Linked DNA regions of Mus musculus: region 2 is linked to region 1. Evidence: chromatin contacts called from public HiChIP or PLAC-seq data. All regions are on one chromosome and are shown on one strand. The core of a region is the stretch at or near the end of the contact, and the rest is flanking DNA. Distances in the headings are between cores, read along the strand shown. Region 1 has its middle 18 kb from the start of 1810073O08Rik. Region 2 overlaps Thada (thyroid adenoma associated).

Region 1 (4,326 bases), core at 846-3,345:
TCAAGCTCAGGTCCTCATGCTTATGCAGAGACCTTGTACTGCTCACTGAGTTACGGCCTCAGACTCAGTGAGTATTTCCCAGTGCTTAAGTTTTCTGCGATGATGGCAAGTCAGGACTGGGACCAAGGCTGTTTCCGTGTGGAAATTGTCAAACCGCCTCTCCTTGCTGAGAAACATAGGCTGCTGAGTCAGGCAGACAGTTTTTGGGGGGATGGAGTAGGAATTTGAGACAAGGTCTCTCTGTATAGCCCTGGCCGTCCTGCAACATAGACCAGGCTGGCCTCGAACTCACAGAGATCTGCCTGCATCTGCCTCCAACTGTTGGTAAAGGGAGTACTGCATTCCAGGCTTCAGACAGGCATTTGTGGGACGTTATCAGCTGAGATTTGTGGTAGTTTGGACAGAGGTGGTGGAAATTTTAGCCTTTTAATTTTTCATCCCTTTCCTTGTGGCAATACAGAAGAGACACACAAAATAAATAAAACGTAATAACAAAATTTCTTTAAAAGATCGTGAGAAAATGATGCTAAGACGGATATTCAAAAACGACTCTTAAAAGCTCCAGAGAAGCATACCCACCCACGCATCAGCTGCCTTGCTTTGTTCCTAGCTGGTCTTTGGGGCAGTTTTCACGGGCGCCTCTTGTGGTCACACCTGGTCCCCATTACTGTATCGGCTTGACTTAATAAAGCTGCCTTTCTCCAAAAGCTCTGTGAAGAGCAGGAATTCACTGTGGCTTGGCCTTAGGTTGTCCAGACCAACTTGCCTGACAGTTTCATGGGATCACTGTTATCCGAAGGAAGGCGTATTCTGTGCAGACAGAATCAATCCATGGGCCCGTCGATTAAACATGGGCTTAGGAGTCAGTGTCTACCTCCCTAGGCAAATACACTTAGTACATTTAGTGGCAACCCTGTCATCTGCCCCCAGAAAGCAGTTGCATTCACACTGAGCACAAATGAAAGTTTCCACAATTGCCCAGGATCCTAGATAAAGGCTCCATTCCTTTGTCTATGTAAGAGGTCTGGAAGGATCTTGGAGTTTGTGATCCTTCAGGGCATGTGAGACTCTCACAGAGAGTCTGCGTTCCTTTTCTTCTGATTGACAGGAGGAAAGGGATCTTTCTCTCCCTTAAAGAAAGGGACATCCAGAGACTTTTTCTTCCTTGAGAGAGGGAATGACTTTGAACTCCTGATCCTCCTGCCTCCACTTCCCTGGGATGGACATGGTTCCATGGAATCCCCCCTCACCAGAACTTGAGTATCTTGCTGTTCAGGACCCAAGTTTGCTGGCATCAAGTTCTCCTCTGGGTTGCTCCGGGCCCTTCCATCACCGGCTCCTTCCATAGCTGTGTTTGTGGTGGCACAGATGTCCCCTGTTTTCCTTGGGAATTGGAGAATCTCATTTCCCTGACAGTGTGCCTTTGTGCCCAATCTTGGCTTGGGGTTGTTAGCATTAGTAGGATGTTACCAAATATTCCTTTTTCAGAGGGCTTCCCCACTCGGACTGGTGCTCTAAATCACCAGGCTCTGGCTTCTCTTAGTCCAATATCTCTACAGTTGTCCAACATGGTCCTCCTTGCTGTTCTGCTCATCATTCCCCAGTCCCTGGTCCCTTTCGGATGGCTGGATCCTGCTCCTGACCTCCCAGGGATCATTCCTGCTTAACAGAGACAGGTACCCAAAGGCCAACATCTTCCCTCTCCTGCCTCTACCTTGAGGTCAAAGGTGGAAATGGCAGGAAGGTGGAGGAAGGAAGAAAGGATGGAGAAGGGGAAGAAGAGAGAAGGAAGAGAGAAGGAAGGAGAGAAAAGAAGACAGGAGGGAAGGAGAGAGTGGAGAAAGAAAGGAAGAAAGAGAGGGAGAAGAGGGGAGAGAAAGAGAGTTGAGAGAGAGGAGAGGAGGAGAGGGGGGAGGGGGCGGAAGAGGGGGAGGGGGAAGGGGAGAGAGAGAGAGAGAGAGAGAGAGAACCAGTTGCAGGACTTCTTTGTAAAGGTCTAGAGTCAGAGCTGTAACTGTGAGGGCCAGCCCTTGCCAGGAAGGTGAATGCTCTACACAGCGTATCCTGTGGCCATTGATCTGGTGTGTTTGTTCATTTACTAGCTGGAGCAGGAAACCTGCCTGCCGTGCTGGCTTCCCTTCGCTTGGCTGGTCTCAGGGCCTACACCCTGCCCAAAAGGTAGACATCAGCACTCTGTTCACCAAGACAAGATGTTGATTCTCCGATCTGGCCTTGGATTCACTTCTAGGTATGGGAACAGACAAGATCCACATCAAAAGTTCTGTTTAGGATCGAGGAGAGAAAGGAGGTTTGGCCTGATCAGCAGATCTGCTGCTTAGAAACACAAACAAATAGTGAGCGCATTAATGACTAATGAGAACAGGTTTACAGGCTCCTGACACTCGCCAGTCATCTTTGGATCTCCCTGAAGCCAATGAGATAGGACAAGCGTCCTTCCTGACCTGAATCTTAGGGAAGTTTGCAAGAGTGGAGGAGGTTAGAGGGAGTGTCCACGTTTACACTCAGACTTGCTGAGTGTCACCTCGAAGGCCTGAGTGTCCCCTCCTCCTGAGTGGGACTGACATTGAGTGCCTTGCCCACTCATTGCAGGTGGCCCCTGGCAACTGAAAAAGCTAGCCATGGTTTGACACGTCTCTCTACACTCATCATATCCCAGGATGACCCTAGCATTTTAGGTGCACTCAGGACCCAGAAGGTTCACACTGGCCCTAGATGGGTCCTAAGGACAGGAAATCATCCTGCTTGTGTCTGGAGACAGGGACAGGGTCTTAGACTAAGACCATCCTGGAGAATCAGGTTCTTGCAAACCAAGTGACTCCTGGAAAGTCCCCTGCTTGTGACCCATTTCCTTCAGCTGTAAAGGGGTGGGGAAGTGGGGGGGGGCAGGGAGGGACACATGAGGAACGACAATCTTAATTTCTGAGCTGGGCATGGAGGCTCAAGCCTGTAAGTAGAGCACTTGGAAGGCTGAGGCAGGAGAATTGCTACAAGTTTGAGACTAGCTTGTGCTACATAGTGAGTCTCAGAGGAGTCTAAAATACAGAGTGAGACTTGCCTCAAAACAAAACAAAACAAAACAACCCCAAATTTATAATCAAAACAAAACATCTCTTCCACAAGGCCAGCAGTCGCCACCACAGCTGCCACGAGCCTCAGGAGCGCTCCTCATCTGGGTGGCCACCCAGGAAGAGGCGGTGCAGGCAGGGGGTGTTGAGAGATGAGCAGAGGACAAAGGGACAGGAAGAGGGGTGGCTTCTAGCATCTTCTTCAGCCAGATAGCTGTGAATGCACCTGCAGCCCTTTCAGTTCTATTGCTTTATGCAGTTAGCCCAGGATGTGCAGTTAGCCCAGGATGTGCAGTTAGCCCAGGATGACCCCAGTCAGTCTCACAGGTGAAGAAGCTGATGCCTAGGAGGCAAAAGCAGTAGCAGGTACCCTTGTCCCTGAGTGTCCGTGGATAGACCCTACCTAAGGCGTCTGCTGTCTGATTGAAGAGTCATTAACATGAGGTCACAAGGAGGAGCCGTCGAGGTCAGATTTCATGGGCGTGTCTGTCCTAGCCTCACCATCTGGAAGCCGTGGCGTCTCTGTAAGGGTGCCTGCCACCAAGCCTGATGATCTGAATTCAGTCCCCAGAGCCACACGATGGAAGGCCTGAGCCTACAGCTTGTCCCCTGACTTCCACAGCTGCACTGTGGTATCTCTCTCTTCCTCCCTCGAAATTAATTCATTTAAAAAAGTTAAAACAACCAACCGACCCCAAACCAACCGGACCATAGTTCTAGCCACCTGGGGACAGGACAGGCACCTGGGGGCAGCTTGTTTCTGGATTCCCAGGCCAGCATGCTTTGCCCCATGCCCCCTTGTTCCGGTTGGTACCTCAGTGAGTTGGGGGAACAGTGGCCATGCTTTTGCCTTCATGGGTCCATCTAAGTGCCCGTAGGCTCCTGCCGGTCATGGGCTGGGTTTCTTGGGAAAACAGGCAGTTGCTTTGAGAGCAGCTTCCAGCAGCTGAGCATGTCAACCCTCACGCCACCTCTGCTGTTCTCTGCTGCTCTCTACTCTGTCACTCAGGTGGTGGCGGGGTCTCTCTGGAGCAGGCCCTGCCTGGGGCGGTTGAACTTTTGGTGAGTGTTAGACTTGGTGCTCTCATTTCTTTTTGTGTTTTAGTTTTGTTTCCGGGCATGGTTTCTCTCTTAGCTCTCACTGGCTCCTCTCTCTGCAGCTCAGGCTGGCCTCAGACTAGCAGGGATCCCTCTGCCTCAGCTTCCTCATGCTGGGATTGTGGGCCTGAGGACCACGCTC
Region 2 (4,785 bases), core at 1,190-3,689, 480 kb after region 1:
CCTCACATGCTAGCCATAGACTAAGGCTACACGTGAAGCTCAGTGAAAGGCATCCTGAAAGTCTGAGGCCCTTCTAAGTCAAGCCACGGACTCTCTGCCAGAATGCCCCACTATCAATTCTCAACTGACACGCCGGCTTGCTCTAGGTAAGATGAAACACAAAGCACACCCACTAATTTTAAAGAAAACAACTAAGAATTAGTTGTGTCTGCTGTTCTGAACTAAAAGAACTGCTGAGCTAGTTAGCCCAACTGGGCTTTCTGTTACTTGGTGACAGATTTGGTGGCTGTTGACTTCAGAAAATCCAGACTATATAAACTGTATCTGTTCACTGTGCCTCCACAGCTCACAGTACGAAAACAGGGAAGCTGCGCTACAGTGTCTCAGATCTGCTTACCCAGAAACTTGCTCACCTCAGCAGTGACTGGGTTAGTGTTCTACATACATCAAGACACACCAGAATGAGCAGTCTCATTTTCTTCCTCTAGATGCTAAGGGCACTTGCCTCATCGGTGATTGAGTTTAAATGAGTTAAATACCAAGTTCAGAACAGACCAATTATCTATAACTAATTTAGTTCAATATGAGCTGTCTGTTCTAAAGAGAGGGTATCTGTTATGAAGAGTGTACTCAGTGTGTATCTGCTATAAAGAGTGATACACACAGAATCAGAGACCAACAAAGCAGTACTTGATGAATTTTTAAAAACTATTTCAGAATAATATGCTATGTCCTTCAGCTTAAGCTTTTTTTTGTCAAGTATTTCTATCATTACAAAAATAATAGGTTATTATGAAGGCATTTCAGAGCAGAGAAAATAAGGACAAAAAAAATAGCCTTTTCCCTAAAATGGAGTACTGATATTGTGGCATACTTTAATAAAAACGAACGCTGTTCACAGAGGGTTTCCGTGAGGGCCTGCAGAAGCCCACTATCTTCTCCTTCAGCAGACATCGCTTTCCCACTGCTTCTTTATGCTAACTCCCTTCAAATGGCATAAATAAACAGCACATCATACAACTAAAGCAGTCCCACGTTTGCCTGGTGGGTGGTCTTCTCCAGCAGACCACAACCCTAGCAAAACACAAGCACCTGCTGACACCCTCTCAGTAGATAACCAGAACAAGGTGACACATAGCATCAGAAAGCAGGTAACAGTGGTAAGAAATGGTCAGAAACCAAATGTATTCATTGGTGTATATGTATGTGTATGGGGTGCCAATGGAGGTCAGAGGACAGACTGTGGGAGTCCACTCTCTCCTTCCACTACATGGGTCCCAGGGATTAACCCTGGCAGAAAGCACTGAACCCAAAACTTCTCAATTTCGTTTTTAAAATGAAAAGGTCATCTGAAAATATAAGCATTTCATTAGAAACTGAGTTTCTAAGGGTCAAAAAGTGTTATTTTCCAGTTTTTTTAAAAAAACAAACAAACAAACAAACTTTAACATAAAAAATAAATTCTCCCCGGGTGGTGGTGGCACACACCTTTAATCCCAGCACTTGGGAGGCAGAGGCAGGTGGATTTCTGAGTTCAGGCCCAGCCTGGTCTACAAAGTGAGTTTCAGGACAGATAGGGCTATACAGAGAAACCCTATCTCGAGGAAAAAAACAAAAATTCTCCCCGGATATTTTATTATTATATTTAATTGAGCCAGGGTCTCATTTACAGTTCAGGCTGGCTTGAAACTCACTACATAGCTGAAGCTGGCCTTGACTCTCTGATGATCCTCCTGCCTCAGCCTCCAAGTACTAGGATTACAGGCACAAGCCAGCATACACAGCTCTCAGGGACCCTGAAGGAAACCAAAGCTAAAGTGAAATAAAAAGAAGATACTGATTTCTAATCTTAAAATTAAACATGACACTGCCCTTTAAATTTAACATATTCTACTTCTGACTTTTTATAAAACCCTAAAGCAAATTAGCAATGTTTTACAGATTTACAGGTCACAAGTCCACAGGGGAGAACAGCTACTTGCTATGTCTCCAGGCATCTATAGCTTACCATCAGATAAACTAGCAGTCTATAAATGTCTAATTTTGGTTTGACAGTATACTATAAAATAGTAAGCCTTAATTTAAATTCCGAGTTTAAAACAGAACCATTTCTTATAATGTTGGGACTGTCTCCAGCTGGAAGACTCTAATTCCATTTTGTTTACATGAGACGCTCCACAGGACTTAAAGCCTAATAAAATGACTATGTTTAAAAGCAATCCTGCTCCATTATAATCATTTCTTACTAACAATGAGAATTTCTTCAAAATCTAAGCTTTGTTCCTCTATATCATTATAAAGGCTTTCTGGTGTGCAGACACCGTCTTACCAGAAGGTCTATTTTCCTTGTTCTAGCAAATGCTCAGCACAGACCGTCTGACTGTTACCCTTCAGGCCTGGGTTCTCCAAGTGAGGCACTGCTTCGCTGCATAACTCAGCTCTGGGTGATCAGAAAACCACATCTGAGTCTTCTCTGTGTTCCCACAACACCCATGCAGTAAAACAGTCAGTAAACAGGCGACTAAATGATGTGGTCTCTCCTGAAGTTTAAAAGTTAACACTTCTACTCATCAGAGCTCAATATACTCATAATTTCTAAAATCTAATATAAACAAAATAAAACAGGCAATTCCTTTGTGACTTATGAATACTAATGAGTGAATTCCGTTTGTAATCAATCACAAAAAAATTAAATAATGACACAACAGAGGAAATGCACCCAGCCAATCAAGGACCCCGATCACCCACGCATCACCAGAATCTGAAGCAGAAGGTTCTACCAGCTGGCAATACTTCCTCACAGGGTTTCTGTGGGAACAACTACTACAGAGTGTGACGCAAGCAAGTGTGAAGAAAACGTACCCAAAAGCCTGTTTTTAGAAACACTAGGTGGAATCTACAGAGAAATTGATATTCAACACAGAAGTTATTTTAAAACCTCAGTAGGCATTTAAAGATCAGTATCAGCATCACACTGGAAAGAGGGCCAACAAAATATCCAGCAGGTCTGTCAGCAGAGCAGCAAGCTCGAAACCTAGACACACACCAGTGAGTCAGGAAACACTGAGATAAGCTTGTGTGCACTGCTCACTCTTGAAGGGTCTCAGCTTACAGCCCTCAAAGCAGCTTTATCTCTGCCACCAGCGCAGGACACTATAAAAGAACCTTTCATTGTGTGATTACAGAGCAGGACAGTCAGACCTGCCACCAGGGGAACAATTTCCTCTTGAAGAAGCTGGGAGAGCACACTGCCTCACAAGAAATGCTCTATAGGAAGGATCAGGTAGTCAAAACTCCAGTAGAAAGTTATCTTTCATGCCTTGAGAGAGCTGGTGTGGGGAAGGGGAAGGGGAAATCACCTTAAAGAAAACCTAAGTGAGTCACTCAGAACAAAGGGAGCACTGTGCCACGCGAACCCATGAGGGGAAGGACAGAGGCAGAAATTAGCTTTGGGATCTTTGTCAGCCCAGGTAATGAATCCATTTCCTCATACTGAAGGGAGCTGGGGAGTATCACAGCAAAGCGCCTTCAATGAACCAAGCATTAAAAACTCAGAATTGAAAATAAGCACCAGCTCTCCTCTCCATATAGCAACAAAGTCCCCAACTTGTCCTCCTGCCTCCTGTCAGCCGTGGTTATAATCATCCTCCTGTGTGCGCTCCTTGAGTAGTCAGCCTTAACCAAGGTCAGAAAGCAGGGTGATCTGAGAACAAAAGCAGGACCCCCAGAACGTAAGAGGGAGGTGAGAAGGAGACTCAGGCTGACTGCTGCTGTTTTAGCTTTACAGAGAGAAGTCGGCTAGGTTCACACTCACCTATCTAAGTGGTGACCTCTCAGGTTGGTGGGTTTTGTCAGCATGTACAGCAAAGGTAGCTTTGCTAAGTGACTATGTTCTTGGCACCAAGAATGTGCAGATTTACCTTAGGTACAGCCAGTCACCCTGATACAAACTAATTCTTGAAAGTATTAAATATATGCAATCACTTTTTATTTATAAAAGCAGAATTTAGAACCTGCTGTGGTTCGAGTACTTGGAAGGCCAGCCTGGGCTCAATAACAAGGCAGTGTCTCAAAAGTCAATATGACGAAGAGCTAGACGAGCTGTCAAGAGCACTTGCTGCTCTGGTAAGAGGACCCAGGGGTCAGTCCCCAGGATCTACATGGTGGCTCCCAACCATCTGGAATTCCAGTTCCAGGGGATTTGGTGCCCTCTTCTGGCCTCCACAGACACAGCGCACACTTCTGATGCATAGTTCTATGCAAGCAAACACCCAGAAAATAATCAAATCTGAAATATTTAAATAAAAAAAACATTTTTTAAAGAAGCAATTTTATGTTCAGAAAAACAGAAATCCTATAGTAATGTAAATGGCATTACTTTCTGGATGGCAGCATTTCATGGATTAAATGTTCCTAAGCTAAGACAGTGGTTTAAAAGCCAACAAAACTGAGAATAAAGGTTTTCACAGAGACCAGTTTGAGTCAGCACGCAGCAATTACTTACACCCCACCCTTCCCCAAGCCTGTGATGTCTTCTCTCCGCTTCCTATGAGGCTATCATGTAAAAGCCCGTCACATGTGGAAGACCAGGCAGCTCGTCCGACAGTGGTGCTTCTCTTAGTGGGCAGGAGTCTCTTCACTGACGCGCAGTCACGGGAGAATTCTTCAGATTCTAAGTTTGTGTAGTTGCTATTTTTAGTTTCTTCTAAATTTTTTTCTTTATATTAGTTCTCAATTTTAACATAGCTGTTCCACATAATTTCATTATAATATATAAACTTTGGG

Evidence for each region. HiChIP or PLAC-seq counts read pairs in DNA pulled down with a chosen protein or histone mark.
Region 2: a contact with region 1 is called in an H3K27ac HiChIP or PLAC-seq map of double positive thymocytes, with 6 times the contacts expected there. The contact joins two enhancer-like sites. A contact is called at or near these places in 1 of 484 Hi-C or Micro-C datasets (bone marrow-derived macrophages), 5 of 115 datasets of contacts at active chromatin or transcription factors (the HPC-7 cell line, T-cell acute lymphoblastic leukemia, double positive thymocytes and 2 more) and 2 of 9 other capture datasets (adipose tissue and liver).

What each region holds. Positions count from the first base shown.
Region 1 is chr17:83,933,311-83,937,636 of GRCm38.p6, forward strand. No RefSeq gene overlaps it. Among named protein-coding and RNA genes, the nearest start is that of 1810073O08Rik, 18 kb to the left of the region's middle. Within about 2 kb of position 2,096, at least 52 of the 459 cell types and tissues checked have an H3K27ac peak or open chromatin away from gene starts, as enhancers often do. A contact at or near this core is called in double positive thymocytes and memory CD8 T cells, where this site is marked.
Region 2 is chr17:84,417,067-84,421,851 of GRCm38.p6, forward strand. The region is part of intron 21 of Thada (thyroid adenoma associated); the gene reads right to left. Among named protein-coding and RNA genes, the nearest start is that of Gm24722, 28 kb to the left of the region's middle. RefSeq lists an enhancer at 4,654-4,785. Within about 2 kb of position 2,440, at least 124 of the 459 cell types and tissues checked have an H3K27ac peak or open chromatin away from gene starts, as enhancers often do. A contact at or near this core is called in double positive thymocytes and memory CD8 T cells, where this site is marked.